Regions from separate parts of the Mus musculus genome. Here all the other regions are linked to region 1. A link is a contact called in public ChIA-PET data. All regions are on one chromosome and are shown on one strand. Each heading gives the region's core, a stretch centred on a gene start, on an enhancer-like site or on the middle of the called end of the contact. The rest is flanking DNA. Distances are from core to core; before and after follow the strand shown.

Evidence for each region. ChIA-PET counts read pairs in DNA pulled down with a chosen protein or histone mark.
Region 2: an RNA polymerase II ChIA-PET map of effector CD8 T cells shows a contact between it and region 1, with 12 read pairs. The contact joins two enhancer-like sites. A contact is called at or near these places in 1 of 39 promoter capture datasets (neural stem cells) and 1 of 115 datasets of contacts at active chromatin or transcription factors (effector CD8 T cells).
Region 3: an RNA polymerase II ChIA-PET map of effector CD8 T cells shows a contact between it and region 1, with 6 read pairs. The contact joins the promoter of Cabin1 here to the enhancer-like site in region 1. A contact is called at or near these places in 19 of 39 promoter capture datasets (the 3T3-L1 cell line, 3T3-L1-derived adipocytes, the C10 cell line and 14 more), 3 of 484 Hi-C or Micro-C datasets (CD4 T cells, the G1E-ER4 cell line and pre-B cells), 2 of 115 datasets of contacts at active chromatin or transcription factors (bone marrow-derived macrophages and effector CD8 T cells) and 2 of 9 other capture datasets (adipose tissue and pancreatic islet).
Region 4: an RNA polymerase II ChIA-PET map of effector CD8 T cells shows a contact between it and region 1, with 11 read pairs. The contact joins two enhancer-like sites. A contact is called at or near these places in 1 of 115 datasets of contacts at active chromatin or transcription factors (effector CD8 T cells) and 2 of 9 other capture datasets (liver and pancreatic islet).

Annotation. Positions count from the first base shown.
Region 1 is chr10:75,535,002-75,538,082 of GRCm38.p6, forward strand. Snrpd3 (small nuclear ribonucleoprotein D3) reads left to right here. Exons shown (of 4, transcript NM_026095.4): 4 at 260-439. The coding sequence ends at 321. Among named protein-coding and RNA genes, the nearest start is that of Snrpd3, 18 kb to the left of the region's middle. Within about 2 kb of position 1,405, at least 28 of the 459 cell types and tissues checked have an H3K27ac peak or open chromatin away from gene starts, as enhancers often do. A contact at or near this core is called in effector CD8 T cells, where this site is marked.
Region 2 is chr10:75,281,479-75,284,559 of GRCm38.p6, forward strand. All of the region lies in intron 13 of Specc1l (sperm antigen with calponin homology and coiled-coil domains 1-like), which reads left to right. It also overlaps the pseudogene Gm46234. Among named protein-coding and RNA genes, the nearest start is that of Adora2a, 34 kb to the right of the region's middle. Within about 2 kb of position 1,428, at least 76 of the 459 cell types and tissues checked have an H3K27ac peak or open chromatin away from gene starts, as enhancers often do. A contact at or near this core is called in effector CD8 T cells, where this site is marked.
Region 3 is chr10:75,762,734-75,765,814 of GRCm38.p6, forward strand. Cabin1 (calcineurin binding protein 1) reads right to left here and starts at 1,624. Exons shown (of 37, transcript NM_172549.3): 1 at 1,292-1,624.
Region 4 is chr10:75,720,683-75,723,763 of GRCm38.p6, forward strand. It overlaps Cabin1 (calcineurin binding protein 1), which reads right to left. Exons shown (of 37, transcript NM_172549.3): 23 at 596-857. Among named protein-coding and RNA genes, the nearest start is that of Gm40696, 25 kb to the left of the region's middle. Within about 2 kb of position 1,444, at least 8 of the 459 cell types and tissues checked have an H3K27ac peak or open chromatin away from gene starts, as enhancers often do. A contact at or near this core is called in effector CD8 T cells, where this site is marked.

The sequences.
Region 1 (3,081 bases), core at 155-2,654:
ACACAAACAGAATTGAATACATCCGTAATAGCTCTGAGAATTTGTCATTCCTGTGCTATTATTCACACTGCTGTGCTGTCGGCACTACCTCCCACCATGACACCAGTTATCAGCACCAACTTCCACTCCTCTTCCTTCTCACCGCATGATTTGGTCCAGGCAGCCTTCCAGGCCTCTTCCAGACTGATGCCCAGGCTTCAGCTGGTGCTGTTGTGAGCATCCCAGCCCCCCTGACCTCTCTTCTTCTTCTTTGTTTCAGTGGCCGCACGAGGGAGAGGACGTGGGATGGGACGTGGGAACATCTTCCAGAAGCGAAGATAATATTCTCCATTGAAGAGAACGTTGTCCTTTCTTCTCTTTGATTATTGCAGGGGTTTTGGGGGGAGGGGGTATTACATGTGCATATGTCTTAGATTTTCTTTTGATAAACTGTTAAGCTAAATAAAATTTGGTTGTTTTGTGGTTTGTGTGAGGCTTTTTTGTTTTGTTTTGTTTTGTTTTTGAGGAAATAAGAACTGTGTGTTCGTGTTTGTAGTTTGCTTTGGCAGCAGGTTAGAATCTGACACCTTTGGACATGTACTGGGGAGATGCCAGCACTCTTCAAGCAGCAGTGTGTGATAAAGAGTGCAAGCACTTTTCAGGCCTCTTTCTAGTTGAAGGGAGAAAAGCCTAACTAAGAGAGGAACCCTGTGTTACATGAACACTCAGTGTGGCACTTTCCCAGCTAACCTGACACAGGCAACCTGACCTGTGAAGATGACTCATGCTCTGATCAGTAATACAGTAATCATAGTGTCTCAGCATTCGACAGCTCCAGAGGGAACCCTGTCTGTAGCTACTCATATTCAACTCGCTCCACACAGTGTTAGGAGCATCTCAGCATTGATAAGCACACTAATTTTTTAAAGGTTTATTTTATTATGTATGCAGCGTTCTGCTTGCATATATGCCTGCACACCAAAAGAGAACACCATCATAGATGGTTGTGAGCCACCATGTGGTTGCTGAGAATTGAACTCAAGACGGAAGAGCAAACAGTACTCTGAACCTCCGAGCCATCTCTTCAGTCCTCTTTGTTTTTTCTTGCACTTGGAGTACTCTGGTGGTTGCCTTGGCCTAATGGAGTCTTTGGTGGTGGTTATAGTTTGGTGTGCTCCTTTCCTGCAGCTTTCTTTCTCATTCAGTGTGATGCCAACTTTAGTGGGCTGATTCAAGTTGACATGTGTCGTCTCAGGGTTGGGTGCAAGCATAAGCCTGCAGCATGACCCGTCAAGCCCCACCCAGTAGGCCATGTGCGCTTCATCACCAGCTGTTTATGTGGTGAAATGTTAACATCCTTACCCTCCAGCATTTACCCTCCACCATGGCTGTGGGTTGCCAGGGGTGGGGTGGTTGACACAGATTCTCTTTACATAGACCTACTTGCTCTGTAAACTAAGTAGCTCAGACTCGGGTGCACATGCATGGACTTCCTGAGTGCCATGGTTAAGGGCGTGGGCCACTATACCCAGCCAAAAAACAAAGCTTGAGTTCATCTCTGCCTCTGTCGAATGTCATGCAGAAGAGACGGAGTGTGCCTTCATTTCTAACAGGATTGCTAGTATGTGTTGGAAACCATTTCTTTCAGGCTGGGCATGGTGGTATAGACCATAATCCCAGCACTCAGGCAAGTGGATTTCCAAGCTCAGGGCTTGCTACTTAATGAGTTCAGGCCAGCCTGGGTTAGACACTTTTCCTCCCCTCCCCTCCCAGAATACATACATACACCTTACATATTTACACATGCTTAGATTTTTTTTTTAATTCACTTTTTGAGGATGCCTGCCAGCACACATGTGAAAGTCAGAAGACAACTTTTGGGAGTTGCTCTCCCATCTTCTTTGGAATCAAACTTAGGTTGTCAGGGTTTACAGTAATTCTGCCCGCCCCCTCCAGCTTTTAGCTCATCACTTCTTTCAAATGTGTCTGCTTAGCCTTTGCTGTCCCAGTTTTGTGCACTATCATTTGTGTTCCCCAGCACCTGTCTTCCTGATTGTAATTCTGCCACTGCCATCCATACTTGTTATATCATGACTGGTTAAATTATGACTAGTAAGCCACGGAGTAGTGCTGAAGACTGTTCCCTGGGAGTAAGTCCCGTGTGCGGCCACCTGCTGGTATCTTGACTTTTATCTTGGCTTTAGTCCCTGTATATCCCTGGATCAAAGACTTGGAGCCTGTTGCTATTTATCTGTTCTTTATCTGTAGTCTGAACTGGTTTACCCTGCTGTTGTCACCCCAAGTTCTTGCCATCCCCTTCCTCAGCTCAACTCCTGTTTTCAGTGTAGGTTCTTTCTGTTTGGTTTATTTTATTGTATTAATAAATGGTGCATGAAAAGTTTGTTTGATTATTCCAAGACTGCCTATCTGAATTTTAAGTTAGAACCTGCACTCCATCCAATTGAATGATGTGTTCAGTAGGGAGACAGGACCAAACAACTACTTGTCCCAGGTAGCAAAACAAAGACAGGTCCAAGTACAGATATTACCAGAATCCAACTTGGTGAACCAATAAATTGAATTAGGAGTATTTATAAGAATATGGGTGGAGGGTTACCTACAGGAGCAGAAAATGACAAGTGTATCACCAAAACTTAACCCAGCATGGGTTCTGACATAGACCTGAAAACCTGGAGTGCACAGCATGACCTGCAGAGAGCACAACAGATGGGAGACTGTCCTTTCTAGACAGCTCGCATGGACTGGTCTGAGCCTCTTCCAGGCAACTCAGCTTGCCTACGTGTAGTGTGTTTCGGGGGGGGGGGGGGGGGTAAGAAGCATGTTGAGTCTGATCAGTTTCAGGACTTTCTTCTAAGCCTTTTGAGTTGTTCCATTCCCGAACCTAAGGGCATGACAAGGCTAGATATGATGGTCCATACCTTTAATTGCACTTGCAAGCCAGAGGCAGGCAGATCTCTCTGTGAGCTTGAGGTAACTGATTTTTTTATATAAGTTTTTGGTTATTGGTTTGTTTGGTTTGGTTTTGATTTTTCAAGACAGGGTTTTGCCGGGCAGTGGTGGCACAAGCCTTTAATCTCAGCA
Region 2 (3,081 bases), core at 178-2,677, 250 kb before region 1:
CTGTAAAAGTGATCAATCTAAAACCTGGTGAAGTTTTTAGAGTTATTTATGGATAAAATCATATCATCTGCAAATAAAGGTGCTTATGCTACTTCCTTCCATTTGTCTCCTTTGGTCGCCTTCCATTGGAGTGGAGTGGAAGCGCCATTCAATTCTATTATGACTTCATGTACTAACGGGCATCCTTGTCTTGGTCACTAATGCACATCCTTGTCTTGGTCCTGATTTAAGTGGAAATGCTTGAGTTTCTCTCTGTCTAGGTTGATGGGCCATGGTCTTAGTGTAGAGTGTCTTTATTATCTTGAGGTGTATCCTTTGTGTCCTTGTAAAAATCTTGCCAGAACTGTTATCATGGAAGGACATTAGCTTTTGTCAAAGGCTTTTTCTCACCCCATGAAATGATCATGTGGGTTTTGTCTTTCAATGTATTTACATGGTTCATTACTTGATTATGGAGGAAATTGCATTTGATGTGTTCTTAAATCCAGATTGCAAGTATTATATTAAGAATTTTTGCATCTATGTTCATAAAGGAGGTTGATCTGTTGTTGTTGTTCTTGTTATTGGTGGGGTTTTTTGTGTGGTTTTGGGATCAGGGTAACTGTTGCCTTGTATGAAGGATTAGTAAGTGTTCTTCAGTTTCTAGTTTGTGGAGCAATTTTACAAGTATTGCCATTAATTCTTTTTTAAAGGTCATGTTGAATTCTGTGCTGAATCTGTCTGACTTTTCTGGGTTTTGTTTTTTGTTTCGTTTTGGTTTTTTTGTCATTGTTTGGTTGGAAGTCTTTTAATTATTGTTTTTGTTTCACTAGGGGTTATAGGTCTGTTTGAATTGCTTATTTGATCTTGATTAAATTTGGTAGATTGTATATATCATATTCATCTATTTCTTTTAGGCTTTCCAGTTCGGTAGAGATTGTTAAAGTTTATCCTTAGGAGTCTCTGAATTTCCTTAGTGTCTGTTGTAATGTGCCCCCTTTCATCTCTGATTTTATTAATTTGGATCTTTTGTCTCTTATTTAGTTTGGCTAAGTATTTATTTGTCAGTCTTTTTTTTTTTTTTCTCTAAGAACCACCTCTTTGTTTCCCTGATTCTTTGTATTTTGTTGTTTGTATTTCATTCAGCCCTTAGTTTGATTGTATCTTACCATCCACTCTTTTTGAGTCAGTCACCATTTATTGCAGGTTGGTTCTCAGTCAGGATTTAGAGATTTAGCCACAGCTGAATTCTTCCTGGGTCGGGGCTGGGTACCAACTATGCTCAGCTGTGCTCAGCTGTGCCTCCACACTGACCCTTTTCAGTGCTTCTTACTTTACTAATCATGTTTGAGTTCCTCATAAGAAAGCGGAAGCTGAAAACCACACAGGCTGCCAACACCATGTTAAACCCACAGCGCTGCCTTTCTGGACTTTGATGTACTTGTGATACTGGCTGTAACCTCTCTGAGAGGTTCCCATAATGCCACTGGGGCTGAAATTCCGCATCACTATCCAGTTTAGCAGCTCTCCAAGTTTAACCTCTGTGAGTTTCTCCTTCAGTGACACTAGTGACGCCATCATGCAGTCCTGGTGTCCCAACCAATGCGGATGCTGGAGACTGATTTCAAGTCCTCTGTAAGAACAGTACGTGCTATTGACTGCAGAGCCATCTATCCAGCCCTACCCATAATCTTTTTAAACTAAAAGACTGATCTGTTAGAGTTCTTAATGTGTCAGACACCATGTAAGAAGTGCCAGAATCCCTGTCCAGGCTGGCTGTGTGCATGTGTGACGTGTCTCCTTAGGCATCAGCAGTGGGTTCAGGCCTTTGGTCTCTGCTGCCTCACAAATCTCTGTTGAGAGAGGGCACGTTGTGACACTTGATTGTTGAGTGGAGAAGAAGCTGACGTGACACTTAGTATGCACTGTTCTCACAGACCCCTAAATGGACCATGGATGCTTTATGTCAAGGGAACTGTCTAATCAATGGAGAGAGATTCCATATCTTCTGTCATTAACTCTTTTAAGTGGCATCCTCAAATTACTGTGCTGATGACTGTAATCTTATTAACCATCCATTACAAAACAAGCCCCTGTGAATTCACCTTTTAGCTAACAAATACTTTTGTCTACTTTAAATCGTGCCCTGCCATGCATTAAAAACACTGTAGAGTGGCTAACTCTGGAGCATTAGTGTTGGAAGGTCCTAGATGCTCTGATTTATTGAGGGAGTAAAACCCCCTCAAAGATAACAAAGTGCCTCAGTTATATTGTGATTTCACAGGCGACTTCTAGATTTTTCAAGACCTACTTTAATAAGGCTTCTTAAACACTTCAACCTCCTTTATAGCCCACCCATCAAAGGTAGGGGAGTAAGATGGATAGTAGGAAGAGAGGGACATTATAGCCCACCAATCAAAGGTAGGGGAGTAAGATAGATAGTAGGAAGAGAGGGACATGGACCTGTTGAGAAGTAGTTCCTTGGGGCAATTCCAATCTTCATTGTCAGCAGTCCAGTTCACTCAGATCAGCAGGAGGGCTCGATCTCATGATTGGCATGAGAATGCTGACGCAGCAGGAAGCAGCGGGAACACCTCTAGAAGTAGTTTGGGTACATTTCTTAGCAAGCAGAGGTCAGCAAAGAAAGCAAGGCAAACCAATGCCAGAGCATTGCCCACTGTCTGTTGGGTTAGACTTTTAGTCTTTGCAAACATCCAGTGTCCTCTCAAGGGTCCACTCCAGTGAAAGATCTCATGCCCTTTCACCAGATAGCTTCCAGAAAAGCATCACATGACATAACGAGTCTCTAACCAAACCAGAAATTCCCATCAACAGACTCTTATTCTCTGCTCCTCAACTAGTTTTCGATCGGTGTTACTCATCATCTGCTGCATACATAAAGCTTCTTCGAGGCTTAAAAGCTGCACTAATCTATGGACATAATGCTAAGTCATTAGGAGTCAACCTAATACTATGTCAATTTAGCAGAATAGTAGTAGTAGGTTCTCCTCTAGGGCCCAAGACCTGTCTGGCCACAGGTTCTTGGCTGATAATAGTGCCAAGTATGGGTTTTATTTTGTAGAGTTGGTCTTCAGTTTGACC
Region 3 (3,081 bases), core at 374-2,873, 230 kb after region 1:
TTATGGCCCTCAGCTCTGCCATCCAGTTAGTGAAAGGCAACCAAGGGGCCTACTAGGGTCTAGGAGCCTGGCAATTTTTCTTGTCAGGGATAAGGGAGTTTTCAAGGTAGGGTCTCCCTGTGTAGCTCTGACTATCCTGGAACTTGCTCTGTTCCACCTGTCTCGGCCTCCACAGTGCTTGGGATTAAAGGCACACACACCATTACACACAGTGTGATGGTTTGCATATGCTTGGCCCAGGGAGTGGCACTATTTGGATGTGTGGCCTTGTTAGAGGTGTGTCACTGTGGGAGTGGGATTTTATACCCTAGTCCTAGCTTCCTGGAAGTCAGTCTTCTGTTAGCAGCCTTCAGATGAAGATGTAGAGCTCTCAGCTCCTCCTGCACCATGCCTGCCTGGATGCTGCCATGTTCTCGACTTGATGATAATGGACTGAACCTCTGAACCTGTAAGCCAGCCGCAATTAAATGTTGTCCTTTATAAAACTTGCCTTGGTCATGGTGTCTGTTCACAGCAGTAAAACCCTAACTATGACACCTGACTTCTGGCAGTCTTGAGGTTATGGTAGAACTGTGTGTGAGAGACTGACTTAACATAAATGCCCCTCTCTATGCCTGTTTCCTCTATGATGTGACATGCTGGTCTAGACATGGCCTGTAGGTTCACCATCCACTGCTATTATACAGCCCGAAAGGAGGATTTTTTTTTCTTTTTTACATTTCTAATGAGGAAAACAACCAGCCAACCAACCAACCTCTTGATTCATGACAATTACATAAAAATTATTTCCATTCAGCTTTCAGTATCTATAAATAAAATTATAGTGACACACTGTCTCATATATTGTCTTTGACTTTATTAATGAAACAATTGAACAGCCACCCCAAATCTAAAACACTTACCATTAAAAGTATTGTTTTTTTTTAAATTAAATTTACAACATAAAATATAAATCTATCTACAAGAGTGTGCCAACCCCTGAAGGAGATCATTCTAAATTTTATTCCTAAGCAAATTAATCAATCACATAGAAGGAACTTTACCCAGATGAGGTTCAATAGGCCACACTGATGACCTATAAGAAGTCACGTCTTGAAGAGTTAAGCGGCAAAGTCCACAAGTGCAGAAACCTGACAGCGCCAGGTGAAGTCGTTCTACCTGCCTCCTCCATGGAGGGTGTTGAGCAGAATGGCTGCAGTCGGGGTAAGCCGCACCGGAACTTTAAAGTCGTTTAAAACCTTCCCTCGGCCTCAGTTTCCACCCCTGGAAATGGTACTCACATCACACTCACCTCGCTGGGCTGCGGTGAAGGTGAACGAAAGGACGCACCGAAAGGGATGGCTTCGAGCTGCGGTCACTGTGACCCACCCTAGGCGCCACCGGGCGAGGCTGCGGGAAGCGAGAAGAAGCCAGCGTGGGCAGAAGACCCGCGCCCGTGCCTTCGGGTCTCGAGCCTGGCTTCGGCCCACCGCGCCCGGGAGGAAGGGGAAGAGCGGGTCTTCTCGCGTGGTTCCACCTCCTCGCGCTCACGGGAGCCGTGCGCACACTTAGCAGACACACACAGCCCTTGCTCCCCGGAACTCGACCGGCGTCTCCAGGGCAACGGCCGGAGCTCCCAGACTCCTGCGCGCGACAAACCAACAAGGAACGCTCTCATTGGCTGAAGTGTCAGCCTTATCAGCCAATCGGAGTAGGCTGTTTGGGCGGACCCACGGGTTCGCTGTGCGCTGTGTCTTTGACTCGCGCGCGTGGGAACGCTGCTGCCTGCTGCTGCTGCGCTCCGCTACCTGCAGGACTTAACAGTTTTGTTTTATTTTGCTTTGGTTTTGTTGTTGCTATTGTGTTTTATTTTGGTCTGGTTTGTTTTAAGCAGTGTCTCACTAGTGCAGCCCAAACTAGCTTCGAACTCGTGGCTATCCTCCGGCTTCGGACTCCGGCTTGCTAAGGTTACTGGCCATCACATACTACCACTTGCACGCACGCTTTATGAACGCGAGTTTACAAACTAGAACCCCCCCCCCCCCCATTCACTAAAACAAGCGCATTGCTGCCAAAGACCCGGAGCAGGTGTTCTGACGATAATGATTGGAAACCCAAGCGACACGCAAGCAGAACTAGATAGGGAGCTGGAACTTGTTATGGTGCCCAGGCCTCGCCTCTTCTGCCTGGTCTGGAACTCCGTATTTACAGGCTCTCCGACTCACAAAGATAAGCCTGCCTCTGTCTCCCAAGAGCAGGGATTAGATACATGAACGACTTAGAAACGCAAATGATTTAAAAACCAAAGGGCGGGGGAGCAGACCCGCTTAAGAAACGTGTCAGAGAAGTTTACCGGTTTTTGAGCAGAAAAACCTGATAAGGAGAGGTTAGTATTTTGGGAGTTGATGCAACCCTTTAGGGAGGAGCTCCACACTGCTGGAATCCCTGGTGGCAAAGTATCCCACAAGAATGATTTAAATAACACTAAGGGGCTGCAGAGCCGTCTTGGCAGTTCAGAGCACTGGCTTCTCTTCCAGGGGACCTTGGTTTGAAGACCAGCATTGGCACAGCTCACAACCGGCTGTAATTTCAGTTCAAGAGTTCAAGACGATCTCCAACGCCCTCTTCTGGCTTCTTCTGGAACTGCACAATGTGGTACACAGCCATACATGCAAGCAAAACACTCATACACATAATTTTTTTTAAAAAAAGGTTTGTTTACTTTATGAATGTAAGTACACAATATCTGTATTCAGACACACCAGAAGAGGGCATCGGATCCCATTACAGATGGTTGCAAGCCACCATGTTGGGAATTGAACTCAGGAACTCTGAAAGAACACATTAAAATTTTTTTTTTTTTTTTTTTTTGGTTTTTTGAGACAGGGTTTCTCTGTATAGCCCTGGCTATCCTGGAACTCTGTAGACCAGGCTAGCCTCGAACTCAGAAATCCACCTGCCTCTGCCTCCCAAGTGCTGGGATTAAAGGCGTGTGCCAACACTGCCCAGCTCACATAAAATTTTTAACAATGAATGTTACGGCTTTTTTCCCCCATATTGTAAGAGTTTGAAAACTTATTTAAAGCTGGGCATGGTGGCACA
Region 4 (3,081 bases), core at 194-2,693, 190 kb after region 1:
TCAGCTCCTTCAACCTTCTTCCTCAGAGATCTTCCTGAGCTCCAACCTCTTACTGCCCCGCTGGCCTGCATGGTGTGGGGATGTAGCTCTACAGCAGTCTGTGCTCACCAGGTCTGATCTCTAGCAGCCTCCACCTGCTGCTAAGAAATCCGAAAGCATGTCGGAGCGATCCCTTCACTTGCATCTGAAGGAACCAGTGATGCTCTACAGAGCAGAGCTGTAGGTCAGACCTGCATCCTGCCGAGAGGAACACCACACATGGCAACTGAAAACCCTAATGCCAGGCCAAGCATATTACCGCGGCCCCCACGTCCTTCTCTGGAAACAGGGAATCGGTGCCTACTTCAGATGGTCTTATCCCTTCTTCACTACTCAACTCCGTTCAAACTGATGACCAGTCAGGCAGGTCATAAGAGTCTACCTCTGAAATTGTTGTCAATGGACTAGGTGCCCAACGACCAAGAAACAACAACATTCCTGCAGGAAAACAGTTCACATGTCCCAGAGAGCTGGTGTGTCAGAACAAAGAGCAGCAGGGACCTAGGCCAGCCTATTTAGACAGACAATGGCAGGCCCTCTGTAGCACCCTCCTCACCTGCTGCACAAGCTCCGGGGGCAGCTCACTTCTCCACTGCTTCAGCTGACGGGATGCGAAAGAGTGTAAGGCATAGGACATGGTACCATACTCAATCCACAAGGACAAATTAGAGCTGTCAATCTCAAGGGCCCTCCGGAAGCAGTTGAGAACAGGTGTGGCATGTTTCCAGATGGGCCCATCACTCTTCAGCTCATTTGAGTTCAGCTTGTCCTGAATTCGGCTGGCCCGGGCCAGAGCCATTCCCGCCCAGGAGTCAAACCTAGGGTAGTGAGAAAAGCAACAGCTACCAACATTGCTGACCTGAAGGATGGACGGCAGACACTACAGCTTGACAGAGAGTCCGGCAGATACTACAGCCTGACAGACAGTCGGCAGACACTATGGAAGCAGAGCTAATGCTGCCCCTCCTATACACCATCAGTTCAGCCCACCACACCTTAAAACTGGCGTGCGGAACTCTCTGATCACCCCAGGAGATGGCAAAGGCAGAAGCAGCCAGGGAAACCCAGAGGTGCTTTTACTACCCTCCAACACGCTCGCGTGACACCGTGCAAGAGAGAAGCAGGAAAGACACCAAAGACACGCTGGTGCAGAGGACAGCAAGCATGGGAGAGCTTTCTCAGAGGAGCCTTTCTTCCTCAGTGGCCTGGGAGTTCTTCCCAGCTCAGCTCGGGTTACTCTGGAGAAGGGGACAGGGAGAAGGGCTAAAGGGGAAGATTCTTCTTTACCAGGGCCAACTTTACAACAGGGACTTCTTTTCAATAGCTACCAGTTCTAGGAGAAGCTGCCCTCACTTTGAGGAAAGGAGACATGTGACTGTGCCTATGTGTCTACATAAGAACCACATCCTCCATACACAGCAACCACAGCAGAAAAGCATCACTGTGAAAGCTAAGAAGCAGGCTGGAGGGCTGGCAAGATGGCTCAGTGGGTAAGAGCACTGACTGCTCTTCCAGAGGTCCATAGTTCAATTCCTAGCAACCACATGGTGGCTCACAACCATCTATAATGAGATCTGACTCCCTCTTCTGGTGCACAGTGTATTTATGTATAATAATAAATGACTCTTTGGGCTGGAACAAGCAGGGACTGAGTGAACAGGGCTGACTGGAGCAAGTCGGGTTGACTGGAGCAAGTTGAGAACCTAAAATAAAATTCAATCCCCAACAACCACATGAAGGTTCAAAACCATCTGTACAGCTACCGTGTACTCATATACATACATACATACATACATACATCTTAAAAAAAAAAAGCAGCAGGCTGGAGAGATGCTCAGCAATGAGGAGCACTGACTGCTCTTTCGGAGAGCCTGGACTTGGTTCACAGCACCCACACAGCAGCCTAGAGTCATCAGTAATTCCATTTCCAGGGATCTGATTCTCTCTTTCGGCTCTACATGTACCAGGCACGCACATGATGCACAGATATACTTACAGGCAAAGCACCCATATACATTAAGAACAAACAAACAAATAACAACAAAAAACGCACAGGGGAAAAACTACTGAGAGTGACCCCTCCTAATGTAAGTGTCAAATCCAGGTGCATCTGCACACAACCCATATTCTAGGAGTACAGGCCTGCAGGGCAACCTGTGGCTCAGTAACAATGTGACCCCAGGAGGAGGAAGTACCCATAGTCCATATTCTCTGCTCTTATGCAGAGCAGGTTTAGTCCTGGTACTGGGCTCAGAGCTGTTTCCAGAGCAGAAGTGCTGAGCCAACTAGGTATTAGCCCCACCTCCATCCCAAAACACCTATCTAATTTGGTACCACTTGCAGTTCAGCCAAAAGCAGGAAAGTGAAGGAAAGCTGCAAGATCCTCAAAGGACCTCTAACAGTGCAGCGAGGGCCCTGCTGTTCACCCTACCATCTATCATGGGTGTCAACCCTATCAGAAGGCTTAGAGGAAGAGGAAGACGAAGGAAGGAAGAAAAAAAGAAAGAACGAACGAACAAACCAACTTTATATTTTAGCTAGTACCAAGGAACTGATGGAGCCCAAGTCTCTACTGGTATCTGCCTGTAAAGCTCAGAATAAAGGCGGCTCTGGAATGAGACCTAGCACCAAGCTGACAAAAGCCTTTCTACACTGGGACCCATCCTCAGAGGAGATATTCCAGTACCCTGAGGGCTGGATCTACTAGACAAACATCCTCTAAACAGGTGAGAGCAGTTGTTCTCAACCTGTGGGTCGTGACCCCTTTGGGGGTTGCATTATCAGATATCTTGCATATTAGATTATTTATATTACAATTCAAAAACAAAACAGTAGCAAAATTATAGTTATGAAGTAGTACTGAAATAACTTTATGATTGGAGTCACCACAACATGAGGAACTGTATTAAAGGCTTGCTGCCTTAGGAGGGCTGAGGGCCACTAGACTAAAGGGAGGTCTAGTTGCACCTTTAGGACTCTGACTCCATTGACTGTGGACCAGGAGCCGACCATGCCACAGTGGCAGGTTTCGTTATTCTCCCT